2 separate regions of the Oryzias latipes genome follow, and region 1 is linked to region 2. A link is a contact called in public Hi-C data. All regions are on one chromosome and are shown on one strand. The core of a region is the stretch at or near the end of the contact, and the rest is flanking DNA. Distances in the headings are between cores, read along the strand shown. Region 1 overlaps LOC101169470 (CD166 antigen homolog A). Region 2 holds the start of LOC101169221 (zona pellucida-like domain-containing protein 1).

What was found. A called contact is a pair of places that touch in the nucleus more often than the background predicts.
Region 1: a contact with region 2 is called in a Hi-C map of embryo, with 2.3 times the contacts expected there. The contact joins the enhancer-like site here to the promoter of LOC101169221 in region 2. A contact is called at or near these places in 5 of 5 Hi-C or Micro-C datasets (embryo, fibroblasts and gastrula embryo).

What each region holds. Positions count from the first base shown.
Region 1 is chr13:12,308,875-12,312,161 of ASM223467v1, reverse strand. LOC101169470 (CD166 antigen homolog A) reads right to left here. Exons shown (of 16, transcript XM_004075351.3): 12 at 1,040-1,172; 13 at 398-427; 14 at 1-59. Among protein-coding and RNA genes, the nearest start is that of dyrk1a, 15 kb to the left of the region's middle. Within about 2 kb of position 1,876, at least 1 of the 8 cell types and tissues checked has an H3K27ac peak or open chromatin away from gene starts, as enhancers often do. A contact at or near this core is called in embryo, where this site is marked.
Region 2 is chr13:12,186,859-12,190,163 of ASM223467v1, reverse strand. LOC101169221 (zona pellucida-like domain-containing protein 1) reads right to left here and starts at 1,955. Exons shown (of 10, transcript XM_004075350.4): 1 at 1,414-1,955; 2 at 716-936; 3 at 448-629; 4 at 15-87. The coding sequence starts at 1,552.

The sequences.
Region 1 (3,287 bases), core at 627-3,126, 120 kb before region 2:
GAGGAGGCCCAGCACAACTCCAACTACCAGCTTGGTTTGATCTCTGCTCACATGCGTGTCTGTAACCAAAACAAAGAAATGAGAGACCTGCCAGATTTCTGTGCAAGGCTCCAGACTGGCTGCATGTAAGGAAATCACAATGCATCAATGAGTGGACACATCTGCGCATGATTATGAAATATTGATTGGGGCATTAATGAGGCATCCAGCTCTTCACGGACAATGCTGATATCTAGTCAGGATGCTGGGCGTTCCAGTTCTCTTGTTTCAAGGGGCATTTTTGAAAGAAGACAAGTACAGCGCTTGGTTAAAAACCTAGAAATGTCTATTTCCCTTGTTGTCTTAGCTCCTTCCCCTCCCACAGTTTCTAACAAGCAAAAAGATTGCTACAACTTACCTTGGTATTTGAATGTCACATCCTTTAATACTGAAATCAGATATGAAATAAAATTAACGTTCAACCAAAACAGAAAGAGAGAAAATAAAAAAAAGGGTTTTCTTTGGATAGAAAAGCTACAACTCTACTTCTATTCTAGTTTGCATGCAAAGAGGGAACTGTTGAAATCCAGCATCCCAACACACACAGACGCTGTGTGAAGATCTGTCCCGAACCAGAGTGAAACCCAGGAAGGAACAAAGGATGAGATGGATTTGGAAGAAGTTCAAAGCGCATGCAAAAGTTATGAGGAGGCAGAAGCCGACAAACAGTGCTGCAATACAGATCAGGAATTTTCATACACTACATTTATTAGCAGAATTACATATTTCTGTTATGATTTATATTCTCAGTAATTGTTTCAAAAATAAAACAACTAAACCCACTAGTTAAACTTAAAAAAGGATAATCAGAGGTTTAAAATCCCCTGTAAACGGAATGAACTTAAGAATATGTTTTTTTATTTTTTTATTTAACGTATCTAAACATTAAATTAAGATAACACAATAGAAATAAAACTTAATAAAATAGATTCCAGAGTGACGATTAGGAGAAAGGACAGTGAGACGGGGAAAAGCAAGAACATCTTCTCTTTGTACTTACAAGGAAGCACATCGATAGATTTCGAATCACTGCCAAACTTGTTGGACACTGTGCATTGGACGGTGAGGTTTTCAGATGGCACAACTGCAAACTTCTGGATTATCTTTCCGTTGCTGAAGGGACTTTCAGTAATCTGCACAAGACAGATGAAGAAATAGAGAAAAAAATGAAAACACCCTGATCTATTAGTTTCTCCTTCTGCCTCTAGGTGGCAATATAAGACAAATGACTCAGTCTTTTTTCAGCGACAGAGCAGCAGCTTGTGCCTGTGGGATGGAGGCTTGTTGCATCTCAGAGGAAAACCCCAGACAAAGACAAACTGCCAGCACCTCATTCACATCCTCAACACATACAAAAGAATGCTGCAACCCTGTAAGTCAGACTAATGATTCTGTGTTGAAGCCTCACATGATTCTTTCACTGAACAGGCTTGAAGGGATTCAGTGGAGAAAAAAAGAGAAACAATCAAAATGTGTCCTGCAAGTGAAAAGAGCTCGCTGCAGCTTCTAAATGAGTGAATTATCGCACGCAGCTTCAGGCTTTAAATTTATTGTTGTGGTTTGAGAGTGAAAAGAGGGCTGAAAAGCATCCTGTGCACTCCCCAAGGTTTAAATGTAATTCACACTGCTCGTCCATCAGAGAAAACACAGGCGCTTCCCACAAATAGAAGAATGCTAATAAAAAGAAAAAAACAGGGCTAAAACAGAGACGGAGGCTTGAAAAAAAGGAAAAGAAAAGGAAAAGCTGCCACTTTTGCACACGGCCACCTGGAAGTGTTCAAAACAGATACGTTTAGACCTCTGACAGCTCAGAAAAACAAAGGGGGGCATGCAGGGAGCAGGGAAAATGCACTTGAGCTGCAGCACAAGCTACCAACTCAGGACATTCAAGCAGGCTGCCCTCCTATTCCAGCTTCCCTGCTGATGCTGACCAGGTTTGTTTAAAGAAAAGCAATGAAAAAAAAACACTTTAATATATATACATGTCTACCATATCCAGATTTTTCCAAAAATGGTTACACTGATCATAATGAATTGAATAAAATACTATAGCATCCAATTTCGACTTACCTGCAAAAGCATAAATCAGTAGAGGACAAACAAAAGAGACTTTATTCTGTTTCTTAGTCAAGGCGATGGAGGCGGGGGAACGTCAAGAAAAAGGTGGGACGCTGCTTGTTCTATCCGATATTGTTAATTCAGTAAATAAACAGCTAACTTCCACTGAGCTGGAAGATAACAAGCACACTGTGCAAACCCACTCATAAAAATGCCTCTGATGAGTCGTCTTGTCCTACCTTGATGATCTGATGCTGCCCCAGATGTTAGTAAATGACAGAGCCGTGTTGGTCAGACAGCGCAGTAAATAACACCTCCTGCCACTGTTTTCAAACCCAATAAAGCACAACTGGCGTTGACTTTTATTTGCTAATGTTAGCAAGTAAAAAGGTGGCCATTTAAGCTGTGTTAAAGCGATCCAGAAAATAGGCCATTTATCATAGATGCAACCGATGTTCTGAAATATTTGTAGACTTCCTTTTAAAAGAAGATAAAACAGCTTGCCCGTTTACGAGAATATCTGCTTGAAAAGGTTATCTCCTGCTGTTTTAGGCTGACTAATGCCAATAGTATAAAATTCTACACAGTCTACATGAGTTCAAAACGTATTTTAAACCTAGTCCTTGCTCCTCTTCTTGTTGCTTCTTTCTAAGGAAAGTAGTTTGGGGTAAAGCCCAACCTGCTCTGAGGCCAGGTCTCCTCTGATTAGCAGTCAGCCACAACCAAACTTCTCTCTGTGCTTTAATTGACTGTCTGTTGAGAGGTGAAACACTCTCACTCTGCCTTCGCCGTGTACAGAATCAGAAAAGGGCTGCAGGGGGGAGCATCCGTAAACAATCAGAAAAGCTGGGACTATAACTTCTACTGCAGCTTCAAGTGAAACTTTCCCCCCTTTGTGAACCCTGCAGGAATATTTACATAAACACTCTGTTCAATGCAGAACATTGGTTCTTACTCTAGAAGAGTTTGGTGGGAATAACCAACAAAGCATGACTTTATGGGAAAACAGAAACTGCAGTTTGGTGCTACTTAACTAAATGTCACTTTTAAGTTATTTGTGTTTATCTGTTATCTAAAATAACTTAAAAACAGTAAATCTTGTTTTAATTTTTTTAAATAAAGTAAAATCAAACCCCATCACTGGACTTTCATTAGACATTAAACCTCAACCTGTGACACATGTGGACTAA
Region 2 (3,305 bases), core at 706-3,205:
AGCTGTGTACTCACATTGTACAGGATCATACTCAGCGTGCTCACAAATGTGCCGTTGTTATCTTTGACAGAAATAGCTGCAGAGGAGCTGTAATGAGATGCAACATGAAAAATAAGTCAAAGTCAAAAAGTATCTTCAACACTTCGATTTTCATGATGTATCATGATTTTCTGTTTATATTTTCTCTATAGTTTTAAAATGAAGGCAAAGTATACTTCAGAACTTTTACTCCTGAACGTCCTGAAACACATGGTCTTTAGATATCAGAGATCACCGCTCAGGGTCTTAACTGTCACAGAAGCTTTGAAAACAATAAGTAAAAGTCTAAATTAAATCAATAAATTCTCATTTTAATCCCCCCATGCAATTCCTGAAAAAGGTTAAGCTCTCTTTTTGTGCACAGATAGTTTCTTTTAAATGAATGTATCTGTTTCGGTTCCAACTCACGATGCCAGTTGTGAGTTATTGACCAGGTACTCCAGCGGGTAGCTGCAGCTGAATTTATACAGCAGGCCAGGCAGGTAGCTGATTATAGTGGGTGGATCAGGAGTGTCAATATAGCCCGAGACATTTCCAATTTGTACCAGAGACATGTTCCCGTAGGCGTTGGTCCCGTAGGCCGTGCTGACCTGCAGAGAGACACATCTCAGCCACTTTCAGCAAACACAGCATCCATCATATTATCACCATGCTGGAGGGATTCGCTGCACATTACCACTAGGCTGTTACCGCAGGCCTCCAGGGTGCTGAGGCTGATGCTGAACAGCACAGCTGTGGGGAACGTGTTGTTATTGATAAAGCCTCTGCACTGAGCATCACTGTGGTGTCCGTTCAGAGCCAGATCTGCAGCGGTGTAGCCGGAGTAGAGCACTGGACAAAAGTTGATCTTCAAGGTGATGGTCTGAACCCCACAGTAAACACTGATGTCCCTCTCAGCTGGAGCGCCAGAGAAGAAGCGTGAGCAGAGTCTGTGATCATCTCTGCATTTTTTTTAAAGATAACTTATAAGAAAATGCAGAGCCTTTGACATTTCTGTTGAGCAGTGTAATTCACACAAACAAAAATAACGTGTGTACATCATCGTATTTCTTAAGAAAATAAGAAATACTAAGAAAAACAACAGGAGAAATAATTAATCCATTGACATTGAACAACAACATATTTGTCTCCTAAGAAAAAGTTTATTCCTATAACATCAGATGAGTTTCAAAAAGATCCTACATTGTTTTAGAATAAAAAAATAAAAAGTTGTCAATCAACATCTGCAAAAGAAAAGCTGCTCTAAAACTTTTTCCTCCTGAACCTAAGCTGATTTGCTAGTTTGTCACTTTTTGTGAGCTTTATGAATGTTGTATCTGCTCAACATGTGTTTACAGAATGGACGGTGGAGGTGATGCTTTGCAGTTTTCTCACCAGGATAGCGGCTGTGGTAATTGGCGTCACAGTTGAATCCGTTGAACTGTGTGGAGACTGAGGTTGCGTTGCTCATCAGCAGGAAAATGAAGCCCATTCGCGCCATTTCGGCGCCTGACAGAAGTGTGCCCAGTATCATCTTCAGAGGGTCAGCGTTGCGATGCCCTCATTTCTCGATTCGATGTCAGAAGACGGCTTTTATGTCAAAATGAAATGTTGGGAAAACAAAGCTGCCCTGCCTCCTCGTCTACTTCTAGCTGCTTCGATCACTGCGGTTCAGCCTCCTCCTTCCAGGTCCCCTAATCCTTCTTCCACTGTTCCCTCTGCACCTTTTACTGCTTGTGTTGACCCTTTACCCAACCCTTTTTAAATTGAGGTCATCCCTCTTTCCAGCTCATTTCATTCCACTCCCTCCTTCACCATCCCTCCCTCAAAGACACACAAAGACACCGAAAAATTACCCCCAACCACACCTGTTTACTCATCTCCTGCCTTTTAACTAAGTCATTATCCTTAACACGTTTCAACCAGATTAGTTGAGATCTCAAAACTGTTGCATGTTGACATTGAGGAATTAGCCCAGCGTCAGCCTCTCCTACATTTCTTGTGGGCACACAGATGAGAAAGATACTTCAACAAAACCCCCACCATGCAGGACATGGGAACCTCCGTCAGATCTGAATGGACAGGACAAATCTTTTCACAGCGCCAGGAAACCTGAGCGGGCTCGGTGGGTTCCCACTCATCTCTCCTCAGTCTGATCTCCGTCTGTCATTTCACACAAACGGTGGGCCTCAGCGAGGGGGGGTCCGGCTCGGGAATTAAGCTGTCATCGGCTGCTGCTGTGGTGCACATTCACAGGAACACAAAAGTCAGCTCACGGTCTGATGCAGAGCTGTGTGTGGGTAATTGTGATGCATAAGGCATCACTTAGAGTAAGAGTACTGAGTGCAGCTCTGAGAGAAGCATTGTAGAATTTAAATGTGAATTACTCTGTATGTTTGCTACTTGATCTACATGATTTAAGAAAAATAATTTTCTGAACAAGCCATTTTGACATAGAAATTCAGCAAAATGTGGATCAATAAATCACACACTTCCCTTTAGCACATTTTAGATTTTAAAGAGCAAACAGAACAAAAGTCTTCTTACTTTTTTTAATCACAAACTTCTTGAACTAAATTACTAATTAGCACAGGGCATCACAAATCTTTTTGACATCATGTCATATCATCCCGGCAGTTCTGCAAAGATTATGATACTTTGACATCTTTATACGTGTTTTCAATTATGCATGTTCTAGCTACTCATAATGTAGAACACACAAACTATAATTTCTGTTATGGAAAAACGAAGAATTTAGAACCAGATCAAGAGGTTTATTGAGTCTGATATTTAATTTCTTGGCACCAAAGTTCTCAGAGGCATAAAATTGTATTAAAGACTTAATTTTCAGTAATCCTGGCTGCTTTGGTTCATTTATGAGTTTATGATCTATTTACATTTGCTTGATACAAATAAGGGACTTGAAGGAAGCCCAGTTTGCATGAATAGGACATATCTTCAAACTGTGTTTGGGTTTTTAAAAAGTTTTTTTCTTTCAGCTTGAATCACATGTGTTTAGTCCTTTTATTTCAACGTATTTCGACACCTAACCAATACTTTGTTTCTTGAATAAAGAATAGGTTAATAACTATCATCCCCATTCAAGACGGAGTACACTGAGTGATCTTTTATCGATTGAAGTCTTCTGGATTTGCAGGAGGTCCTTCAAAATCATATTTTTTGCCTTCAGATAAATAATTTAAGGAAAACCTGGACTGTGGCATAGAAAAATGACTAAATGAAATCACTTGACAATTTGCATTTCAAAAAGCTTTTACATATACAGT